Regions from separate parts of the Gossypium hirsutum genome. Here regions 2 and 3 are each linked to region 1. Evidence: chromatin contacts called from public Hi-C data. All regions are on one chromosome and are shown on one strand. Each heading gives the region's core, a stretch centred on a gene start, on an enhancer-like site or on the middle of the called end of the contact. The rest is flanking DNA. Distances are from core to core; before and after follow the strand shown.

Region 1 (4,595 bases), core at 1,538-4,037:
CTTTCAATAATGTTTTATTTTTCTAAAGGCTCAATAATTTCAATAATCTTTCAATAATTAATTGAGCCCCTATAATTAAATATATGCTTAATTTTGAAATATTAAATAAAATAAATTTTTGAATTTGTCTCTAGTTTTAATTCACTTTTAATTATTTATTATTAAAAATAAATATAATTGTAATAATTTTAACCATTTATTAATTTTGTAATTGTTAAATAATTTTAAAAACTTCTATTATATATCATTTTTAATCTAATGTCCTTAAAAGTCATTTTCTATTTTCACCTCACCGCTACAGCTACGTTTGAATCCAAACACACACTCCATCGCTGTTTCTAATCTCACCTCTACAATATCCAATCTCACCGCTACAGTAACTAATCTCACCGCCACCGCTGTTTTTAACCTCACCGGAGCTAAACACACCGCCCATCCAAACTAAGCCTATGTAGCCAACAAGATTGTTGATATACAAGGCTATACCTTAAATAGGTCCATTTAGAAGCTTGTTCTGCTTCACTGTGGATTTTAAAACAAAGTTTTCAATCATCCAAAGAGAAAAAAGAACATGACAAATCAGAAACCCCCTCTAATAACCTCAACAGTATAAATAACCTGATTTACCAGTAATTTCACCGGGAGACTCCCCTATGGAAGTAACTAACATATAAAAAGGCAAGTGGCGGAAGACAATAAAAGGAGTATAATGAAAGCCATTTCCTTACGATCTAATTTCAGGGAACTATTTGATTTCAAAATCTGGTTCATTCATGCCCTGGCTACTTAATGCTATACAAACGAGCCACCGAGTTGGAAAACCATCCCATCAGTTTCAATTCATGCTGGCCCTGCTAAGATTGATGTTTCAGAACAAAACTGTTTAGTATAGAAGAAAATAAACCAAGGATTCTAAGGGTCTATTATGTAAAACAACTCATCATACTACGTGAAAAAGAAGCATGTTTGGGTAAGACAGGTAGCAGAGGTAAAAACACAGAGATCAAACAATGGCAGAAAGTTCCCAGTACTTTGAGTTTTAACAACAGAGATACAAGTCTTTATGGTCTTGACAACTTCATATCCTACAAATTGTCAGTTATATATACCATGTCAAAAGCCAACCTTAAATGCACCTAAAAGGATCGTGAGATAATAATCGTACCTGATGTTTTGACGACCAATCATGTGGCAGTCACAATGGCCTCAACTCTATCTAATGATGCTTGCAACCGCCCAGAGTTCAAGTTGAACAATGCTTCATCGGTTCCAAGAGCTCTGTTAAATTCAAGGTATTAACGATAAGTTATGAATAATCACGAAATCATGTCTTCATATTAAATTGTGAAGGAACAAAAATGTCACTATTAACAAGGAGAACCATGACAATAACACATTTCGGAAATTCTGAGTCATGTTTAAAGCATATGAGTAATAACATCAATGAATATTCTAGATGTGTCCTAATAGCCATTGACTTGCAGTTTCCTTGGAATATCTACATACAAGATCAAGGAAATCAAATATGATTCTTCTATTAGACATAACCTTATTGCTTCCTCCATTTTGTGAAATAAATATTCTTAAAATAAATGTTCAAGGAACTTGCCCAGTAACTTCTGGAAGAACATAATCTGCCCTCCACCCAAATCGAAAATCCAGGCCGGGAACCAAGCCAAGGGTTGTCTTATTCCGAATCCGAGAAATTCCGTCTCCACCAAAACAGGTGGTGAGCTTCCATTTCCAACCAATTGCATTCATCTTGAAATTGTGGCCTATGCCAACCTATTTCCAAAACATTTTAGCATAACCATTGCAAAATCTAGGCAAAATCATGCATGAGAAACAAATAAATTCACCTACAGCAATAATTATCAGATTTGGAATAGACTTGTATATTCTATCACTAATAGAAAGTTTGTCTGTGTAAAGTAGAGCAGACCTGGAGATTAAGAAATTTTGTGACGGGGATCTTTTTGGAAATAAGGCGTACATCTTGTCTTATAGGCTCATATGCAAACTTCCACCTCCGTTCAGGGGATAAAGGCTTCAGCACAAGCTTAGTTTGGAAATCATTCATAGGGTCATTGAAGAACTGAACCAAAACTAAGATGCAATTACTCAACAGCTCAAAACAACAACAAACTGTACAGGATGATATACATTATCTTTTGTAAAATAAAAAAAATACCCCTTTTCAAGTAAAATAGCAACATTTAAAGTTGAATTGGCTAAAAGAAAATTCCTTTCCTGGGCTCATACCCCTGAATTGGCACCAATATAACATGAATGGAGGGAGCAATTTAAGACTGAAAAAAAAAAGTGCAAAGAAAAATAACCTCCAAATTGACACCAACTCGAAACCCCTGAATTTCTTTTCTAAACTTGAGGAACAACTCAGAAGGAATCAAATTTATGTTATATAGCTCATCCCACGAAGTGGGTTCTTCACCATTAGGTGGCGGCTCCATGTTCAACCCACCAAACTGGAGAGAAGAAAATTCAGTTCCCAAGAGAAACCATACAATAAAAGTCAATGTTAACTCTCAGCAGTACTTCCGTACTGGAAAGATTTGAGTTGAAAGTATACTTACCTATAAGATAGGATTGGATTATACTAGAACCATGATTCAATGGGAAGAGGAATCGGCAATTTTAAAGGAATAAGCTTTTTGAGTTCTTGTTAAGTGTGTGTGTGTGAATTTATTCGTGTTTTAGAAAGAATGCCGATGGAATCCTTGTCCAACTTGAGCTTGGGCCAAGGTCCACCTTATTCAAAGACGGTGTCAGTTCCTCAGGGTCCAACAGGATTTATTGATATATAGGCCCTTATCTAATGGAATTTAGTTACGTAGTTCATTCTCCGTGTGAAAAGTAAAAAGTTTTTTAAGAGGGAAGGTCATGCCATGCCGTGCCAAGGCATGCATGCCGCAGATCTCTTTTCAGCAATGAAAGTCAAATTTAAAACCAGTCTCGGATGAAATGTCAGGTTCTTACGAACTAAACCAACCCCATTGAATCTCAAAAAGGAATGTCGGATTCCTACCAAGTTAATCCTGTTGAATCTTAAAAATAGTATACAATATCAGAGCATTGACCACTACCCAAGTCCTGCATGGCCTTTTTATAAACATCATTGTCCACAACTAATGAGATTTTGTAGTGGTCCGTGGTGCTCTCGTTGTTCTGACAAGGCCTGCTTGTCTTCACTGTTTAGTCAGTTTCTTTTGTCTTTTTTTTTTCCTTTATTTCTTTTCTTATTTTTTGATTGCTGTTAGACCATGTTCCGTGACACTTAACTTGGATTTGTTTCTTGAGGAGTTAACGCTTCTCCGAAGCAAGCTTCGTGCACCCATCTAGGTCCTATCTCCTCTTTGCTTCGGCTTGGGTGATGGCGACGACTAGTTTGTTGTGTCCCATGTTTATATTTTGGGTTACTGTGCGAACTTTTGCTTCGATGGGTTATCTCGTTCTGTATTGTGGTCTTGTTTCCGTTCTCTCAAGTTGTTCTTATAATGCTCATACATGTTGGCTTAGTTTGAATGAAAGATTTCCGATTTTTTCCTTAAAAAATTTGTTAGCAGCAGTTACACATTCCAGCTTTCCATGTTCCAATTGTAACTAGATGGTTGTGCAAGATTTTGACCAAAAATTCTTGTCTTATTTCGGAATTTGAGTAACAATTATATGAATATAATTATTTTGTTTACACTGCGAGGATTACAAGTCTACAAAAGGTTTATTTAAAATAGACTTGTTTATGTGTTGATGTACAAATCAAATAAAGCATTTGTTTATTCATTAAAAAAAAAACATTTGTATGAGGTGTATTTTGATCTTGTGGAAATTGTTTTCACGTTTAATATATAACTAAGCTTTCAAGTGGAAGTTTTACTGGGACAGTGACACTAATGGAATGTATAAGTGTTGTAATTTAATGAGTGAGTTGAACTTAAATCATATATTATATCATTGATTTATAATATATAAAAAAAATTCCAAACTTAAGTAATTCTTGTGTTAATCTGTACTATTTTATTTTTTTAATTGTATTTGTAATTACAACTTTACATACAATTAACAATCATCTCAGCACTAACAATATCAAATAATAAGTTTAATATTATTAAATATATAAATTCTTAAAAAACAAATTGAGTAGGGTTTAATATTTAATTTTTTTTATTATATATTCAAATTCCCCCCTCTCTCTAACCATCTATTTATTTATCAGAAATAATTGTGTTAGGTCTTAGGTCATGGTATTGGTATTTTAATATGCTTAAATTTGTGACCTTCTCCATATACTTTTATTCTAATTTGATTTCTTTGTTATTATAATATCATTAATTAGTTTAAATAACTAATGCTCTTAACTATTATAGTTAACATCCTTATATATATATATATATATTGTAAAACACCAATTTCAACTCAATTATTTTTAGAATATATTTTTTAAAAGACCAGTTAACAATATTAATTATTTGAACTAAATAATAGGGTAAACTACTTAGTTGTTCATAACTTTTTGACTGCTTTCATTTTAGTTATCCAAATAAAATATTTACAATTTGGTTATTGTCATTAAAGAA
Region 2 (4,326 bases), core at 679-3,178, 140 kb before region 1:
ATGGGTTGGTTACCTTGGGACGTAGAAATAATAGTAGCCACTAGGCCCACAGTTGCAACAAGAGCAGGCAACCACCGATCGATGTTGCACTCGGTATCGTGGCCCAACACATCTCCCAGTATAATGTGGACACTATGATAGATCCCCAACTTAGTTTTCCGTACTTATTGAAGTCCACGATGTGGTAGCCACCTTACATGAACCAAATTTTGAGATTTGTCAAGCATTAAAATGCCCCAGATTAACTCATGACGTATGCTTGAGTGTACTGTTCTATGACCTCCTTTATTCAGTATTCAAGGAGCTCGTCGAAATTATCATTCAACTAGTTCATCGATATCGGACCACTTTCGAACTTGTCTTGAACCTTCCCCAACAGTGATGTGCAGAAGTCCACTTTACCCGGAACGATCGCTAATTCCGTGATGACTGGCGCATCCATTGGCAGACAGAGTTGTAGTTCCAACGTCTTTGAGTGTGATTGTTCACTCACCGTATGGAAAGTGGAAAATGGAAAGTGGAAAGTGTGTGTTTCGGGCCTCCATCTTTCCACCAATGAGTTGATAAGTGCCAAATCAAGTTTGTAGCCCCCGAACATGCAAGACACATGTAAGAATCCAACTGCTTGCAAGTGGCCAAGAATTTCAGGGATCGCAAGCTTTCCGATGTTATGAATGAAGCCCTTCAAAACACGATTCTCTGCCTATTTACACAATAAAAATAATTTCAAATTAAAAAAAATAAAATTAACCTTATTGAAATTAATGAAATTTAAATTTTCGTCTTACCATTACTACTTGGGTGGTGGAAATATTCTTGTTGTTGAAGTGGATTAGAGAGGCGGTCATTCGTGAAAAATAGATTTTGAACAAATACAATATGAGATAATTAATAAAAATATTATTTTTAAATGAAAATATCGTACACGATCAAAACGAGAGACTTGAGAGGGTTTGAGAGAGTTGAGAGAAGAATGTGAATGAAAAAACTGAAATTTGGAGGGTATTTATAGGGTAAAAAAACTTATTGTTGGATTTTTATTTTTATTTTTTACAGTTGGCGTGGCACTGATAAAAAAGCCATTGCTTTTTGACCTTTTTGAACATTGAGGGAAAACATGCCTGATTAGATGAGTTTTCCAGAAAACGTGTCCAGCTAGACGTGTTTTCTTGATACGTATGCAGAAAGCTCGTCCAGTTGAACTCGCTTTTTTATTTAAATCAATTTATTTCCTTAATTAAATCTAATTATTAAAAAAAGGGACTATTGACGTTATTTAGCCCTATAATCACAACAATATATGATATATGTGATTAGATTAGATATGTCATGATTGGCTTCTAATATATACTAGAATTAAGATAGTATTTCTTTAATGTTGATTTGAATTAAGCTTAATATATAATGCTAAACCTTATATATGGTAAGTTGAGTTGAAGTGTATAGTATTTAATTAGATAGTTATGTTTAAGGTCTAAAATAATAGGTTGTTAGTGCATGCTTAAAAGAAACAAATTAATAAAGTTAAAATTCAGCAAATTATATAGTTTTTTTAAGGAAAGAGATTATTCATTTATTTGATTAGATTAACATATTTTAAATGTTCATGATAAATTTAAACTTACAATTAATTTAATTTAATATTAATACTCTAAAAACTTAATTAAAATATTTTAAAATCCTATATAAATTTAAAATTTAAATCATGTTGAACGTTATCAATATTTTATTATTAAACAAACATAAATTAATAAATAAATATTATAAAAATTCCGATTAATCAATAAAAATACATTCTTTTTTCCTCTCACTATTTTATTTCTTCTTCACATCTCTTTGGGCCAAAAACAAATACATAAAAAAGCCAGCTGGCTGACCATTCAGATTCAGGCCCGTAATATTGAGGACATTTATGTGGCGGGAAAATTAATATAGAAAAGCGTACGCGAGAAGCTTCTCTTTCAGAAAAACCCTAAATTTGTTAAAAAACCAAAAGGCCGCCCTTTTTTCTTAATACGATTCCTCCCTATTATTCTTTTGTTGAGTGTTCATACTGGTTCGTTTTCACTTCCCGCCATTTTCTTTCAGCAGCGATGCCGGTCCTAAGATCCCGCGAAATCCTTCCGGTCCAACCCAAGCCCCTAAAAGCTCGGGCCAATATCGACCCGCCCGCCACTCCCACGCAAGGCCGCGAACAACCCGCCACTCGTTCATCGCCGCCTTCACTCATTCCCTCCCCTAAAACTCTTGGTTCAGTTTCCGGTTCCGCACCCATACTTCGGCGGAGCCTTCGTCTTTCTACGAGAGCTTCGTCCAATGCCGGCCAGGATGGTGTTTTGGAGGCGGAGGAACCTATCGAACGACGAAACGGTGACGTTTCGAGAAAGAGGAAGTTGAGTGCCGATAACGATGTCGGTTTGGAGAGCGGCGAGGATGAAGGGGTATTGAGTTTGCGGTCGGGGAAGAGGGTTACTAAGAAGGGTCCATTTGGCGACGGCAACGGCAGCGAAGGCGATGTAGAGGTTGAAATTGACAGGAAAGGTAAAAGCATGTTAGTGGAAGAGAGTGAAGATACTGAGAAACCGGAAAGAAGCAAGGAGAGAGTGAATGTGAAGGGAAAAAGGAGATATAGTAGAGAAGAGAAAGGGAAGGGGAAATTGCTTGTAGAAAGTGCTTTGGAATCTAAAGATGAGAGTTTAGTTGACGGTTCAGTTTCCGACGTTGAACTTCTAGCACAGGAAGTGAATTTGTCCAATGAAAAGCCAAGTAAGAAGAATAATAGGAGAACAAGTCAGGGGAGAATGGAGCGGTTTCGAGATACGGCTAGGGAAAATGCTTCTCGATTTGCCCATTTCAGCACCCAGGAAGAAGATGATAACATTTTATCAACGGAGGCTGAAAGCGAAATTCCGTCCGAAGAACCTGAAGAAAAGGGTGTTGAAGATTGGCCGGGTCCTTTCTCTACTGCTATGAAGATTATAAGGGATAGAGCAGCGAATTTTAACGTAAGACAGGGGAGTTCTTCCTCGGACAAGGTACAGTACTTACAAATTAAGTGGGTTCCTCAAAAGGGTAAAAGAAAAGACTGGTCAAAGCGGCTGCCTCCATCATTGCTTGATTTGAGCTTGAGGGTTCTTGTCGATAATGCAGATGCGATTGCTTCGCTTGCTCATGTGCCTGATGCTCTGAGACACAAGCTCTGTCATATGCTCTGTGACTCGAGGCGAATGAATAGTAACTTTTTTGATCTCCTTCTTAACGGATCCCCTATCGAAATTCGCCTCAAAGATTGTTCATGGCTAACTGAGGAACAGTTCAATCAATGTTTTGAAAAGTGTGACACTATCAACTTGACGGTACGCTGTATATTCATCTACACGTCGTATTGAGTTATTGCTATTTGTCCATTTCATGATATTCTTTTTGCGACTAGTCTAAAGTTTATTGTTTTTGGAATTCAGATTCTCCAACTTGATTACTGTGGCCACTGCTTAGCGGATTATAATTTACCTTCTACCTTAGCTCGGTCGCCGAACAGCTTGCCTGCACTAACCACTTTGTCATTGACTGGTGCATATCGTCTTTCGGATGCTGGGCTTAGTGCTCTTGTTTCTTCTGCCCCTGCATTACGATCTGTAAATCTCAGCCAGTGTTCATTTCTTACCCACAGCGCTATTGACATTTTAGCTACCTCCTTGGCATCAGTTCTACTGGAACTATTTATCGATGATTGCCAAAGTATTGATGCAATGCTGGTTCTGCCATCATTGAAGAAGCTGGAGCATTTGGAAGTGTTGTCAGTAGCAGGGTTGGAGTCTGTAACTGATAGTTTTATCAAGGAATTTCTTATTGCAAGAGGCGATGGTATCAAGGAACTGATTTTGATGGATTGTTGGTACGCTTACTTATCACTTGTTTTATCTAAAATCTTTTGTAGTTCCCTGGTTTTGAGTTTCTTTTGATCCCTAAATATGTTTGATACTGTAATTTCCTGCAGGAAATTAACTGATTCTTCCTTGAAAATCATTGCGGAAACCTGTTCAAATTTACGAGCACTTGACATTGGTAACATATCCAAACTGACAGACACTTCTTTCGGCTACCTGGCCAGTGGTTGTCGGTCATTGCAGTCATTGAAACTCTGCCGCAATGCATTCAGGTATTTACCGTGTCTTCTGGGAGGGGTTATTTTTACTTACTATGTCATATAATCTTATGCTGTGGTCTCGTCTATTGTGTTTTGCTAGTTGATTCCTTGTAGTTGACATTGTGTGATAGTTGAGTTTGGCACATGGGCGTTTTTTACTATTTATTCCAACGGGGCAC
Region 3 (4,423 bases), core at 218-2,717, 240 kb after region 1:
TCAAAATCATGTACAATTGATGGAAAACATTAACGTTACGATTAATTGTCCTTAGTTACACACTTTTGAAATTAATGGAAATTAAATTAATTTAATTTTTCAGAGAGAACAATTTACTCAATTTTAAAATTAAGAGGGAGTGGAGAGATCTTTTTACGGACATTTTTATCCGTTAGTATAGATAGATTATTGTTGAATCGATAAGTCCAAAGTATTCGGCCTGCTCCTTGTTTGGGCTATTGCCCATAGGCTGCCTCTGATCTGATCATATTCAGCGGCAGCTGGACACTGTTTTGGTCTGTGTGCTCTTTTTACTGCTAAACCATCAAAGGACTCTTAAGGGTTCAATGAACTCAAAAGGTCGTCAATTTGACCATTCAAAACCATGTTTTTAAAACAAATTTATAACTAGCCTTAATGTTGGCAGATTACATAAAAATCAGAATTTATGCTCCAAATGCTCATTTTGTTTTCCAAACCCTTTAGTTTGAAGGTATCAAATTCTAATCTTTGTGCCAAATCACGTTGAATATTAGTCAGCTCCATAGCTTAGAAGCCAAGTTATAACAAACATCATCACTAAAATTCTAACCGGAGTCAGTAGCAACAAGTCAATCTTTTCTCGGTCTAATTGTGCTTCCACTCCCTATACTCTTTAAACTTTCCAAATCTAGTCTCTATGCTTTAGGTTCATTAAAAAAATTAAATTCCTTCTATTAAAATTAAATATATTTTATCTATTGGACTTTAATTTTTAAATTAGATACTTGAATATTAAAATGTCACATATTTGAATTTAACTTAAGTTATTAAAATTTCTTTTAACTTTTAGACCAAACCAGTAGATGGAGTACATTCAAAAGCCAAAGATCTAAATATAATAAGGCTCCAAAGTGAAATTTCTAAAAGTTAAAAGAAAATTAACACTTTTGGGTTGAAAAGTTAACTATTTGGCTTGAAGAAAACCAATGCTAAACGCACCCTAAAAGCATATGGATGAAAGTTTGTAAAGATCAAAAAAAGTACAGGGACTTGGGGGCATAATTAACCCTTTATCTGAACTGTATCAAAGTAACAAGAAATTGGTGGCTTTGAAGCGATTGACAAAACCATTTATTGCCACGTATGCGGATTAGCATCTTTTACAGACCATTTTTTATAGTCTAATATTTATTCTCATGCATATGCAATATTATAGTGAGCCAAACGTTATTCTAAACCAACTTCAAAAAGGAGACCTTTAAATTAGTTGACAGAAATAATGGTCCCATAAAGCTCCTCTTCATCAATAATTGAAGACTTCGTTAAAAGATTTTAGCATTCAAGAGATCTGGCCAACCACCTGCCAAATTTTTCAAAAACCCTTTTTGAAATTCTTCACTCTTGACTCAAATTACATGCAAAACGATTCCTTCATGTAGAAAAAAGAACAATATAAATATATATAACAAAACGTGCTCCACAATGTTTGCCAATACGTATTCTTACATCTATATATATATTATACGTATAGCAATAGTCAAACAACTTTGCCTAATCTTTCAAAATAGAGAAAAAAAAAACCATTTTTACATGTATATAAGCACGGATTGTCTCAGACTCGAGTAACATCAACTTAGCCTAATCCTTGAGAGATAGAAAGAGAGAAATCCATGGCCGGGAAAGCCAATACAATGCCGGTTATCAGTAAGCTGTATTGTTCTTCATCTCAGGTGGTGCTTGCAGTTAGGAGGAGGCCGCATGTGGTGAACGGAGGCGGGTTCGTGGTGATGGATTGTAGCCAGATGGTTGTTTTCAGGGTCGACGGTTGTGGGGTTCTGGGTACTAAAGGGGAGCTGGTCTTGAGAGATGGAAATGGGGATGCTTTGCTTCTCATACGTCGAAAGGTAAAAATTGTATATTTTTTGTTAACTTTAAAACATGGATTTGAAGTTCCTTTGTATACCATCAAATTATGATAAATTCTTCAAGGCATGATCTATAGTGTGTGTGCATGCATATGAATGAATCAGTTTAAATGAATGAGCCTTGAATTTCCTCGAGTGTTTTGTATAAAAACAACTTGCATTTGCATGTTAGATGGAAAGATAAAAAGGAACATGATATGCAAAAGGATAAAGCAGGATAACATGGAATAGAAAACTGGTCATCATGATTATAACTGTGTCCTAAAGTAGTCTCCAATAGGGATGGCAAATTGGTTCAAGTAACTTTGTACAATAGAGAAGCTGGTGGGATGAGATTTATCCATGTATTAAAACTATTAAGTACCGCTAGGGGAGAAATCAGAAAACTTTTTAATGGCTGAAATTAAATTATAATTTTTATGATAATAAAAATGTAATTTCATTATTTTAATAGTTTACGTTTTTATATTTTTAAAAAAGTAAATTAAATTTTTATATTTTTAGAAGGGCAAAGTATAATTTTAACTTTACTAATTTAAAATTTTAAAATTTTAGGTGTCTAGTACATGCCAGCCCTCTATTTACACGGTGTGCATTGCGATTATATTAACAAACTAAAATCATATTTTGTCTCTCATTAAGTCCCCAGGTGATGATTCTTTCTAGGCTAATTGTGCCCGAAGTCCCTGTATCTTCTTTCTTTTTGATACATTATAACTTGCGGGAAGGAATTTTATGAGCAGGGTTGAAAGTGGCAACATAGAGCTTGATTTAGGTTGTTGGCTAATCCCTCTACTTTTAGTTTGAAGAATTGGTTCCCTTTACTTGTGTAATTTTAAAATCAAAGTCCAATTGATAACATTGTTAATTTTCGTTAAATTTGAATATGTAACATTATAATATTAGAAAAAGGTTTAATTTAAAAATTAAAATCCAATTGATTTGAAAAGAAGTCAATTAACAGTGTTATCAATAGGAATTTGATTTTTAACTTAAAACAAATAGAGAGATTGAATTCCTAGAATTAAAAACAGGGGAATAAGCTTGAAAAGTATAGAGACTGGGGACAGAATTGAACTTTTATTTTCAAATTTTTTAGCACTATGATGCATAGTGATTTTTTATAACCGAGTAGACATGGGATATATACCCACAAGCATAGGCAGGCAGGCAGATAAGCACAAACTGTATTGCTATGGGCTAAATTAGAGCCTAATTGTTGTTGATTCCTATATTCCAGGGAGGGATGGTTGAGGCACTAAGCATACATAAAAAATGGAAAGGCTACAGTTTCGACTACGAAGGATCACAAAAGTTGGTTTTCACTTTAAAGGAGCCGGCCCGTTCATGCCTAGCCAATAACAATGCCATCAGAATCTCCACTGAACCAAAAAGCAGCAGCAAGCAGTGTTAGTATGAAATCAATGGTTATTTCCCTGACAGAAAATGCAGCATCATTGATTCCACAGGCAACGTTGTCGCTCAGGTAGTATACTTCATTTAATATAACATGGTATCAAGTTTAGTTTTGTTCTAAATCATAAGTTTACGTACAGGTTGGAGTAAAGAAGGAAGTAGAGGAGTTGATGGCAAGTAAAGATGTTTATCAAGTAGTGGTAAGACCTGGGATTGATCAAGCTTTTGTTTTTGGAGTCATTGCTGTTCTTGATTACATTTACGGTGAATCTACCAGGTGCTGATTGAGGAATTTCTGTAAACCCCCAAACTAGAAGTTAATTTTGTTTGTTTGGGTTCCATTTGGATGACTAGATTTGGAATGAATTAAGCTGCAAATTCGTCTTTATTTTAGGATCTGTAATCCTTAGCATGTATATAAAACAATAACTTTAGAATAATATTAAAGATTTGTGGCTATCTTTTCTGTTTGTTTTTCTCCGCTTATATTAGTAGAGCCTAGGAATGCACCAACAATAAATTTAATGAAGAATCCTATGCTATTCGCTTATTCCCCAACAAACTTGACAAAGAAGTAATAAAAATGAAGAACTAGATGAATGTTGATGATGTAGGGTTGGATGGTAAATGGCTTCATCTTTGAACGGAAACAATTCTGTCTCTCTTTACATTCCAAATTTAATCAAAAAAAAAAAAAAATTGGGATTCCATCAAATTTTGAAAATGTAAAGGAGTGAAAGCTAAACTTTCTGATGGAAAAAGAAGCTTCCTTTTAGAACATAAGACAGATGTTTATGAAATTCTCACAGAAAGCAAATAGCAAATGAATACCCTTGATTCCTTCCATCAATCAAACGCAAACTTCCTTTTTTTTCTCAAACAAGAAAACCCAAAGAAGAATATCTCCTCAACAAAATCAATGGAGTTCATGAACAAGGTAATCAGATCGGCGAAATTTACAAGGATAATTGATTTATAACAAGGCAAAACACAATTACTATACGATTCAAGAACAGGGAACTCTGGTAGAGAACACAAATTACAGAAAAATACTATGCTAGCTTTTTGGGACAAAAAAGCGGGGGCAGCGTTAAGCGCAG

Evidence for each region. Hi-C and Micro-C count contacts between places; a contact is called where the count stands out from the background.
Region 2: a contact with region 1 is called in a Hi-C map of leaf, with 3 times the contacts expected there. The contact joins the promoter of LOC107951068 here to the promoter of LOC107951072 in region 1. A contact is called at or near these places in 10 of 34 Hi-C or Micro-C datasets (hypocotyl, leaf and seedling).
Region 3: a Hi-C map of leaf shows a contact between it and region 1, with 3 times the contacts expected there. The contact joins the promoter of LOC107951079 here to the promoter of LOC107951072 in region 1. A contact is called at or near these places in 3 of 34 Hi-C or Micro-C datasets (all in leaf).

What each region holds. Positions count from the first base shown.
Region 1 is chrA06:20,388,011-20,392,605 of Gossypium_hirsutum_v2.1, forward strand. It overlaps LOC107951072, which reads right to left and starts at 2,788. Exons shown (of 6, transcript XM_016885976.2): 1 at 2,595-2,788; 2 at 2,340-2,486; 3 at 1,943-2,095; 4 at 1,610-1,785; 5 at 1,166-1,278; 6 at 573-851. The coding sequence starts at 2,471. The coding sequence ends at 1,185.
Region 2 is chrA06:20,247,473-20,251,798 of Gossypium_hirsutum_v2.1, forward strand. LOC107951068 reads left to right here and starts at 1,929. Exons shown (of 6, transcript XM_016885966.2): 1 at 1,929-3,356; 2 at 3,462-3,895; 3 at 3,998-4,159. The coding sequence starts at 2,094.
Region 3 is chrA06:20,627,019-20,631,441 of Gossypium_hirsutum_v2.1, forward strand. It overlaps LOC107951079 (protein LURP-one-related 6), which reads left to right and starts at 1,468. Exons shown (of 3, transcript XM_041115305.1): 1 at 1,468-1,886; 2 at 3,148-3,393; 3 at 3,464-3,782. The coding sequence starts at 1,653. The coding sequence ends at 3,321. LOC107951080 (copper transporter 5) reads right to left here. Exons shown (of 2, transcript XM_016885990.2): 2 at 4,170-4,423. The coding sequence ends at 4,414.